3 separate regions of the Mus musculus genome follow, and all the other regions are linked to region 2. The links are chromatin contacts, called in public HiChIP or PLAC-seq maps. All regions are on one chromosome and are shown on one strand. Each heading gives the region's core, a stretch centred on a gene start, on an enhancer-like site or on the middle of the called end of the contact. The rest is flanking DNA. Distances are from core to core; before and after follow the strand shown. Region 1 has its middle 38 kb from the start of Cdkn3. Region 2 has its middle 76 kb from the start of Gm34499. Region 3 has its middle 31 kb from the start of D330046F09Rik.

Evidence for each region. HiChIP or PLAC-seq counts read pairs in DNA pulled down with a chosen protein or histone mark.
Region 1: a contact with region 2 is called in an H3K27ac HiChIP or PLAC-seq map of vascular smooth muscle cells, with 10 times the contacts expected there. The contact joins two enhancer-like sites. A contact is called at or near these places in 5 of 484 Hi-C or Micro-C datasets (the AML12 cell line, Sertoli cells, gonadal supporting cells and 2 more) and 2 of 115 datasets of contacts at active chromatin or transcription factors (fibro-adipogenic progenitors and vascular smooth muscle cells).
Region 3: an HNF4G HiChIP or PLAC-seq map of pancreatic cancer cells shows a contact between it and region 2. The contact joins two enhancer-like sites. A contact is called at or near these places in 5 of 484 Hi-C or Micro-C datasets (the HL-1 cell line, cortical neurons, gonadal supporting cells and 2 more) and 2 of 115 datasets of contacts at active chromatin or transcription factors (fibro-adipogenic progenitors and pancreatic cancer cells).

Annotation. Positions count from the first base shown.
Region 1 is chr14:46,720,831-46,724,203 of GRCm38.p6, reverse strand. No RefSeq gene overlaps it. Among named protein-coding and RNA genes, the nearest start is that of Cdkn3, 38 kb to the left of the region's middle. Within about 2 kb of position 1,988, at least 11 of the 459 cell types and tissues checked have an H3K27ac peak or open chromatin away from gene starts, as enhancers often do. A contact at or near this core is called in vascular smooth muscle cells, where this site is marked.
Region 2 is chr14:46,143,312-46,146,642 of GRCm38.p6, reverse strand. No RefSeq gene overlaps it. Among named protein-coding and RNA genes, the nearest start is that of Gm34499, 76 kb to the left of the region's middle. Within about 2 kb of position 1,647, at least 53 of the 459 cell types and tissues checked have an H3K27ac peak or open chromatin away from gene starts, as enhancers often do. A contact at or near this core is called in the HL-1 cell line, fibro-adipogenic progenitors, pancreatic cancer cells and 1 more, where this site is marked.
Region 3 is chr14:46,702,616-46,706,277 of GRCm38.p6, reverse strand. No RefSeq gene overlaps it. Among named protein-coding and RNA genes, the nearest start is that of D330046F09Rik, 31 kb to the right of the region's middle. Within about 2 kb of position 1,902, at least 79 of the 459 cell types and tissues checked have an H3K27ac peak or open chromatin away from gene starts, as enhancers often do. A contact at or near this core is called in the HL-1 cell line, fibro-adipogenic progenitors and pancreatic cancer cells, where this site is marked.

The DNA of each region.
Region 1 (3,373 bases), core at 739-3,238, 580 kb before region 2:
CTTGCCACAGTGGAATGTGGCTGACAGTCATTTGTCAGTCATACTGTTAAATCCAGTTCCAGGCTGGGTTTAATAGTAAACTGCAATCTAGACTTTTACCTTTAGAGGGCACTCCTGTTTTAATAATAGCATAGCCGCTGGCCCCAGACAAGAAGCCAGAAACCCTTTTTCTTACTCTGTAGTTAGGAGATCCTGTACCCCTTTACAGACAGACAAGAAACTCATTGTTGCAGATTGCTTGTTCCCTAGTAACAAAGTTATCTTGTAATTTGTAACCTTTGGTTACAGTTCTGTTCAAAGTGGGAAAGCTGAGCTGCTAGAACGAGCTCTCTGGAATCTCTTGCCTTGCCCTTGGTGGCAATGACTTGCACGCTGGGAGCTGCAAGGGGTCATTCAAAAATGGCAGAAGGAAGCAGTCATTCCTTCCCTGAGAGCCTCCATTGAAAATGCATTTCCCACTTCTCCTGCACCTCCCAGGGTCTTAGGGGACCTGCTTTCTTCCTCTGCTTTAACCTCACCCCCTCTCCCTTCCTGTTGGAGACAAGTGAGGAACAGCAAATCTGCCCTGCCCAGCACTGGCTCCCTTCAGCTCCCTTGCACCTTCCTGGGCTGGCTGGCTCCCTTTGGTCCCTTAGTCTTCAGTATCAGAGAAGCCTCTCAGAAGAGCTGGCCTCTTTCTCTCTCTCTCTCTCTTTTTTTCCTTTTCTTTTTTGTCTATCCCATCTGAATAGGTTTCTCCACAGCCAGACATTTTTAATTAACAAAAAAATCAAATTATGGTATAATTTCACATATCATGAAACCCACCATTTGAAAATGTCTAACTTAATTAGCTTATTGACAGTATTGCAAACCATCGCCAACCCTCTGAAGTAACCCCATGGCATTAAGAAGTCACTCGTGGGTGGTAAGACGACCAGTGAAGACAATTGCCAAGGGGCCTGGTGACTTTCTGGGATGCACACAGTAGAAGGAGAGAGCTTGACCTTCTGCAAGCTCTCCTCCCTTCTCCGTGTGTGCACTGGGGCATGCAAGGATCCACTGCCCTCCACCATAGAAACAAGTAGTTGTAAAAGTTGACAGAGAAGCCATTCCCCTCCGCCATTCTTCCTAGTCCATCACGCCCAGAGCTATGTCCTGTTTCTGCGTTTACCTGCTCACCACAATGCATCCTCTCTTCTCTTTAGTTCTTCAGGCCAGAAACAAAGTTTGATATTTTTCTGGAGTGGGCATTTATGTATCACTTTTTCTCTGAATCCATGAGTAACATGTGGAGTTCCCTCACAGCCTGCCTGGCAATAAAATTCGAGGGCCTTGTAACATAAGGAAGTAATCAGCGAGGGACGTGACCACTGGGGAGCTACTGTAGAAGAGACCAGTCTGTAGGTGGGGCCTGAGGTCCCTGCTTCAGTCCACCAAGAGAACATCTTCCCCTCCACTGCACTGCCAGCTCCCTGGGACTCAGGTCTCCCCTAAGATGTTTCTGCTATTTACTTGCAACCCACAGAGGCTAAGTGCAAAGCGTTGTACACGTTTCCAGAAGACTCTTTGAGGGCTGGGTTAGGACGCAGCAGTAAGTAGAAACAGGATTCTCAGAGAAGCCTCACTCCCAGGCATAACGCGAGCCCCACTTGCGTCTCTCCACAGGGTCTGGTAGACCCTCTGATCGTTTCTATGATTGCATCCATTTTTACAGACATCAAATGTAGGGGGTTGGTGGATTTGACTCAGCGGTTTGACTGGGGTGCTGACAGGCCAGCCTTACTCTCAACCGCTGCTCCCGTGCAGCCTCTCAGACTCACTCACACACGAGCACAAAGCCACGATGCAATGTTTACACATGACATCTGCAGCCGCATTATCGCTCCTACTAAAATGGCTCACAATGGCATCATAAACAAAGAAGTATGTTCCTATCCCCACAGCTGCTGTGCACTGGGTAAAGTGTCCACCAGAGGTCCAGATATCCCTGGGTTAGAGACTTGGCCTCTGGGTGGCACTAGTGGGAGGTGATGGGACCTTCAGGAACAAGGGTCTAAGTCTTTAAGCTCTTGGTGGCAATGACTTGCATGCTGGGAGCTGTAAGGAGTCATTCAAAAACAGGGAAGGAAGTAGGCATTCCTTCCCTAAGAGCCTCCATTGAGAATGCAATTCCCACTTCTCCTGCACCTACCCCGGTCCTAGTGGATCTAATTTTGTCCTCTGCTTTAGCCTTTCTCATTGAGAAGTACATCTCTCTTTATTTTTTTTTTCAGATTCCTTTTTTTTGTTGTTGATTTTTTTCATTTCTTTTGTTTTTGATTTTTTAAAAGATTTATTTATTTATTATACATGTAACTACACTGTAGCTATCTTCAGACATTCCAGAAGAGGCCATCAGATCTCATTACGGATGGTTGTGAGCCACCATGTGGTTGCTGGGATTTGAACACAGGACCTTAGGAAGAGCAGTCCGTGTTCTTAGCCACTGAGCCATCTCTCCAGCCCTGAGAAGTATATCTCATTGAGGATGTACTTTTGAAGATAATATAGAACCGTGGTGTCTTAGTTAGGGTTTTACTGCTGTGAACAGACACCATGACCAAGGCAAGTCTTATATAAACAACATTTAATTGGGGCTGGCTTACAGGTTCAGAGGTTCAGTCCATTATCACCACTGGAGGATGGCAGCATCCAGGCAGGCATGGCACAGGCGGAACTGAGAGTTCTATGTCTTCATCCAAAGGCTGCTAGTGAAAGACTGACTTCCAGGCAACTGGGGTGAGAGTCTTAAGCCCACACCCACAGTGACACACCTATTCCAACCAGATCACACCTATACCAACAAGGCCACACCTCCAAATGGTGCCACTCCCTGGTCCAAGAATATACAAACCACCATACCTGGTCAGGTCTCTTAAAGTTATTCTCTCTCTCTCTCTCTCTCTCTCTCTCTCTCTCTCTCTGTATGTGTGTGTCAGAAGACAACCTGCTGGAGTCAGTTTTCTTGTCATATGGGTCCCAGGAGTCAGAGTCAGGTCATCAGGCTTGAGGCCAAGTGTCCTTACCCACAGGAGTCTCTCCCTGGCCAAGCCGACCTCTTCCTGTGTGCTTCTCATTTCCTGATAGAAGCTGCTTGCTTGACCATGGCTCTTGCCACAGTGCGTTGCTCTTCCCAGAGGCCCCAAACAATGAAGTCACTTTATTTTGATGAATAAACCGGCAAAGAAGGGTTTTTTTTTATTTTATTTTTTATTTTGTTATACAGGGGAAGTGACCACCAGGGTGTCCTTGGAAGTGGAGTGACTGGGTGATGTTGGGAAGAACTCCCATCTGATTGTACCTTCATGTTTCTCAAGCAAGTGGGTCTTGGAAGGAGGTCGACCCCAGGAGA
Region 2 (3,331 bases), core at 398-2,897:
AGTGGAATTACTAAACACCATCTTCCTCCACCTGCCCTCAGAGCCGCTATTGCTCTCTACTGGGGCTCCTGGTTAGAGACGACCTCACACCAGAGCACACACAGTAGCTCAGTAAATACATGAAGCCTCCAATCAGGTCTCTCAAAACAAAAGAAAGCAATGGCTTCTCCAGATGTAGCACAACCCTTTTATTTAGGGCAAGTCTTAATTTTCCAATTTTTGCACCTCCTCCAAGCATTGTGGTCTTGAAAGAGGCCATCTAGAAAGATGCTAATTTGAGAGTTCCAGGCATCTCCTCAGCAGCCTGTGACAGTTTATTCCTAGTCAAAGCTACATCTTTTCAAATGGAAACTCACATTTCAGTCCGAAATGACAACTCAGGCCCAAAGCACACACTTCACGTGGCACCAGGGTAAATACTGAACGCTTTCACAGACTTTGTCCAAATTAAACACTGAGAAATCCCCAGAGGCTTTAGTTTCCTGAAGTGAAGAAAAATCATACTTCTTCCAGCTTTCACTAGGAAATATCACACAAAATCCCATGTTTTCATCTCCCCGGATATGTGTGCAATTGATACACAATCGAAGGATCATTTTCATTTTTTAAGGTTGGAGAGCTAGTCACTCAGAAAGTGATGACGTCGAGTCCCAGCATTCACTCCAATCCCATACAGCTATAGATAAGCTTCTTGCTTTCCTCCCAGTTCAGGGTGATCTCGAAGTGCTGCTCACATAGCCAATCAAAAGCCAGAGAACCATCATTTGTTTTCACTTTCTGAAACCGTTTTCAGGAACACAGTGATCAGCATATGCTGACTTCTAGAAATATTAGCTGCAGAACTGGCAGCCAGCTTTGGCCTCCGTACCCATCCATATGCTTATTAGATCACTTGTACAAACGTTCAATTGTCGTTGCTCTCCTCTCCCGCTGCAGTGTTTGAAAGCAGTTCCTTTATGTTGCCTTCCCAAGGACTATGGGCTTCGGTCAAATTTTAATTGAAACATGACCCTGGCACTGCTTTGCTAAAATTAATTGAGATTAAGATTTATGAACATTCCTTGAGGTTTGAAAGAACTGTAGTAGTTGCAATTTAAAACATTAGTCAGCATTCAGGAGTGCTGTCCAATTTCTAAAATGCACAGGAACTGTGGTACTTTGCTGCTGTTTGAACATGAGAACGAACAGTGTGCACATTTGAGCAGATCTGCACGGCGTGATGAAGTCAGAGAACCTGATGGAACCTGGAAAGATTGTCCTGTCCCAGCACTTAGCTTCAGGTCTTTTAAGACCACCCAAGAGAAATGAGATTTATTGTATTGTGAAAGCTCATTCCCAAGAGATGTTTTCCTTCCTTAAAAATAAATCATTTGTCAACCTTTATTGACAAGAAATATTTGTATAAAAATACCGTGATGAAATCCATTGTTTTGTACAACAACAACAAAAAAACTTTCAGAATGAGATAAAAAGATTACAATACATATATATGTCCTTATTGCCTTATTTGTTTTGAAATACCTTCACACTCATTAGGTAACTTCAAAAATCCCCTGGTAGTTCATGTGGTGCTTACCATTCCCATTTTATAGATGAAACACTGAGACACAGGCGTTACACAGTTGCCCTCAAACCTCATTAGAGAGATGAGTCATAGCTGGGAGTGAGAACACAGAGCCGAAACCTTCATTCCTGAGTGCTTTGTCAACCCCACATTCTTCCCGAATACATCCAAAATAAAAAGCAATCACATGTGAGTGGCCAAACAATGGTAATCAGATCGTCACAAACCACTGGCTACTGCCAAAGGACCTGGCCACGAGCTGTGTCCCTCTGCATTTGGGCTTCCCTTTGTCTCCTTTCCGTAGAATGAAAAATGAATAGTGATTGTCAACAAAACAAATGCACTTTACTTCACAGTCTTCTAACCAAAGTCACAAACAAGTGGCTCTCAAATATGCCCGGAGACAAATTCTTTAGCTGACATGCAGTAAGCAACACAAATGAATCTGTGCTCCTATCTGACTGGCTACATTGCTATTGTTCTCCTATCAGGTCTCCTTGGTGAGCTTTAATTAATATCAGAAACAGCACAGGAAACATCCTTAATTATTCCTCTTGTGTTCAGAATAAATGTAGTCCACTCAAGGCAAAGTAAACGGCAAGTCTTTGAACTTGAGCGTTATCTTTGTCCTTTGGCTTACAAGGACTCTGTGTTATCAGACATGATAATTTGTTCTCTGTGATACCCTCACTGAAATTAATTTTGTTGTAGTCTAGCATACGTTTCCTCTTGCTGATACTTTCACTCTTGGCAAGGTCTTATCTGGGCAGTTAGGGCAGCCCTCGTCTGGCTCTGTCTGCTGAGGCTCAATAGCTGCAGGGGCAACAATGTTGTTGTTTTAAACAAAGATGTTTACTTTGTTATTAATGTAAAATTTAATTCATTTCCTCTTTTTAATCTTCTCATGGGGCAGACAGAAACCCCACCCTCCTTTCTTCTTCTTGTCAGAGATGATGGTCTGGGACTTCATTGCTAAGTTTCCTTGGAAACATCCTCTCAGATCCTTCCAAATACACTGTCATCACAAGGGAGGAGCCATTTTCAGACTCTGCTCCCTGCACCCTGGCTTAAACTCTCTACCATCCAGGGCTAAAAATGGCCTTTGCCCCTTTTTCTTTTTTTCTTTTTCATGGTGTCTCTCTCTCTCTCTCTCTCTCTCTCTCTCTCTCTCTCTCTCTCTCTCTCTGTGTGTGTGTGTGTGTGTGTATGTGTGTGTGTGTGTGTATGTGTGTGTGTTGTATACCTGTGTTCATATATGGGTATTGATATCAGGATATTGTCCACAGTTGCTTCTCTGCCTTATTTTTGAGACAGGCTTTCTCACTGAACCCAGGGCTCAGTGTTTCAGCTGCAGTGGCTGGCCAAGAGCGCCCAGAATCCTCCTGGTCTCTGCTCCCTAAGTGCTGAGGTTAAAGATACACAGCAGTGTCTGGTTTTCGTTTGTTTGTTTGTGTCTCTTCGCTTTTTAATAATGGATAGCAGGACTCTGAACTCGGATCCTCATGCTTGCCAACAGGTGCCTTGCCCAGGCAGTCATCTTTCCAGTCCTAGTTTCATCTTCAAATATTAAAGTTGCATAACACTTAGTGAAAAAAATCCTACAGATTAAAGTAATACACATCCCCCATCACTGCGGCTGAGTACATGCTGTGTATTGCAATGTGATTTTTGTTCCAAGAAAAGATTGGTATATGGACAACAGACTTTATGCAAATGAGCTCGTAGTGACTATTCTGCAGTTAACTCTAAAATTGTCTACTTAGTCTT
Region 3 (3,662 bases), core at 653-3,152, 560 kb before region 2:
AAGGGCATTTTGTGTTTTGAGAGTGGGATGATTGAGAACAGTCAAGGGCTGTAATTTTTTGTTTTTGTCATGGAGTAAGATGCTTCTCTTCTATATGAACATCTAGTTAAAAGGGCTTCCAGTAGCTCTGTGTTGCCCAAAGAGAGGGGTATGCTGTGAACCTTACCTGTGTTATGCATTTTGAAGTTCATTGATTTTTGATAGGATCGTTGACGGTTGATCTTTCTCATTGGAGTAACTTGTATGGCATCCCAAGGCCATCATATTCCTTAAAGTTGGGAGGGTTTGAAGCTGCTCATCGCTGGGGATGGGGCGCTTAGACACACTATACAAAGGGTGTATTTAGTCTACAAGTGGGAAGATGCTGCAGGCACCTGGCGCATAGGGCATAAAACAAATGTAGGGGAAGAAACTTGTAGTGATTCCTTAGAGCCATTTTCCCACAGACCCAAAGTCCTGTTCCTTCCCAACCTGGGGAACTCCTTCTGTTGATGCTGTATGAACATGGCGGACGGGGAGAGGGATTCCTTGCTGGTGCCGTGGGGCTCATGCCTTGGGGAATGAGAACGGTTGCTCACCATCTTCACACATGGTAACGGCTGGGGTTCTTGAGGGAGCAGTTATCAGAGTGTGTGCCTCCCAGATTCCACAACAACAGGCTACACTCTTGGTAAGTGAATTCTGCAAGAAGCCTGCTTGGCAAGCTTGTATACACACACACACACACACACACACACACACACACACACACACACACACACACACACCACACACCACAGACCACCCCCACAAGTATCTTTCAACTCTCAAAATTCTTCACACGCCTTTTTTTTCTTTTTCCTGATAAGAGGAGCAAACCACTAAACAAACAGGGGAGGTGCATGTCCTTTAGGGTCTGTAGTCACTTTTTTTTTTTATTAGATGTTATGTATCTGTGGATCGACTCCATTGTGATCCAGCGATCTGAATCTGCACTTGCTTACAAGTCTGTTTTTACAGACTGTGGAAGAACAGAGTTTTAATTGCTTGCCGAGGAGAGCGGGGATAGAATCCTCCAGGTAAATCTGGTATATGTGTCAGATTAGTTTTGCCTAGAGGAAACGCCATGTCTCAGCGTCTTATACCCCTAATTTATACCCCCTTATAACTGTGATTACCGTGACGTGGAGTAGAGAGATGCGGTGAATGATTCAGGAGGCTGGCACGGGAGGGTCACAAGTTTGAGACCACCACCACAAGAAAAAAAATGTAGTTCTCAGAAATTGGCTTCTGAGATTAAAGGGGAAACTATATAACCTTACTGGTTAATATTTCATAACCAGTAAGCTTTGGATGGGGGGGAAATTGAAGAAAACAGAACAAAGTGTGTTTGGCAGACTTCTGCTGTCTTTCCTGCCTACTCAACAAGCTCAAAGGCAAGGACCGTGTTTCTCTTGGTGGCTGCTCTCTCTAGGGAGGTAGAGTTGTTTTGTATAATTCAGCTGACATTACCTTAACTTCGGGACACTCACCTTGGAAAACAAACAGTTTGATACCCAGAAACATCTAGAAACTTCCCAGAAAGCAATGATCTTAGCCTGTGTTAGAAACAAACCAACAAAGCTTACTCTTCCTCCTCCCTGCCCCCACTCCTGTCCTCCAGGCTCCAGAAAACAAGTTTGTTGAGCAGGGAAGGGAAATGCCTCCAGCCAGCCAGTCTGAAGACAGGAATGCTGGGCAGGAGATCCGATCCACAATCGGAAGGGTAGAAGGGGCCGATAAGGCTGCATCAGTCACCAAAACAGGTTTCGGAGGTAAAGTGAGGAGGGCCAGGAAATTTGCGATAGGATCGCACTGGGCTGTTAAATCCTGGCACCCAGCGCAGGAGTGGTGACTAAGAGACACTATTTAAACAACAGAGTTTGCGCAAGCGCAAAGGCTCCCTAGCCAAGCTCCTGTGTCAGATCCTCCTGGAGCTTCTGGTCTCTCAGAAAGTACCACGTCTGTGGTCAGTGTCTGCACTGGGGCTGGAGATCAGCTGTGTGTTCATCTCTAAACATTTGAGTCTCTTTTCTAGGAGTACACCCCCCCCAGCCCCCCACTCCAGCCTGCTCCCTGACCCCCACATCCAGGCTGGTCTTCAATTTTCAATCTGCCTGCTGATCAGCCTCAACTGTTGGGAGTGAAATGAAGGTTTTCTGTGGCCCACTTCCCTTCGAGCAGAAGTAGACTGACTTTGGTTAATATCAATACAAGACACGTAACTACGTTTCTCTTGCTTTCTCCTCTTTTCTTGGAAGTACGTTTTTCTGGGTAGAAAGACAGCTTTGGACAGTTGTGCATTTTTCGGTCTCTGGAATTTTAGTATATGGTCCAAACCAGTCGGACTGTATGAGCTGGGCGTGGTGGTGCAAACCCTTAGTCCCAGCACTGGGGAGGCAGAGGCAGGCGGATTTCTGAGTTCGAGGCCAGCCTGGTCTACAGAGTGAGTTCCAGGACAGCCAGGGCTATACAGAGAAACCCTGTCTCGAAACAACAACAACAACAACAACAACCAAACAAAAAAACAAAGAGAGAGAGAGAGAGAGAGAGAGAGAGAGAGAGAGAGAGAGAGAGAGAGAGAGAGGCCAGTGTATCAGGACGTCACTGTGCCTGTCACATTTTTTTTTCTTGGAGTGTGTATATTAATGTGGCCACACATTGCGTATGGTGGGCGGGGACACCCTCAGGTGCTGTCCCCTCCTTTCTTTTTTCCTCTTCAAGACAGGTTCTTTCACTGGCCTGGAACTTGTCAAGTAGGCTGGTTGACCAGCCAGTGAGCCACAGAAGTCCACCTTTCCCGCACTCACGGCCATCCCAGCCTTTCTTCACCTTTGTGTGGGTACTAGAGACTGAACACAGCAGCAGGGTCTCACGCTTGCAGGGCAAGCACTTTCTGGCCGCGTCCACCAGGTGGAGGATTCTGACAGAGCGGACACCTGTTTCAGGGTGTTCTGATTCTTGTTGGGGGAGCTGGGTGGCCCTAAGCATAGCAGACCCTACAAGGGAAGCAATCAGGTGCCCACAGCAGGAGCCTCCCTTGGCCAGTAGGGGTGATCAAAGAATGGAAAGCCAGGGCCAGCACTTTTTTCAGTCCCATCGGTCTATGGTGAAATCTCAGGCGTCCGGTGTGCTTGACTCCCAGATCGAATCTTCGGAAGAGGCTGGTGGTGTGCCTGCTTCGGGATCCAGAGGCCAGCTCTCTGGCTTTCCCCTGGGAGAGCATGCCCAGGCTGGTAGGGTTGCAGTGTGGCTTAGAACCAGGAGAGAGTGCGCCCCCTCGGGAAAAGGGAGAGCTGTAATTCTCAAGAGTAGCGCTAGAGGTCGCAGCTCGAAAGGAAAGTGCCACTCAGACTCCAATCTGACCTCAGCCCCCCCCCCCCCCTGTTTTAATCTCTGGAGACTTTCAGGCTTTCTGTGCTGTTACTCTGAGCCATGGCGCTTTTCTGTATTTGAGGGTCACTCTCCAGGCAAACCTAATTTATTCTCCCTGTCCCACTGCTCCTCACGGTAGGAGAGGCATGTTAGGTAGAGGCATGTGAGAAGCTCTGCCTCTCAGAGAAAGGCAGAACCCCCTTAAGGGGACACTTTTGTCTTCCTGCATTCCAGGGTCAGCTTATATCCTGTTGTTGTTGTTATTATTA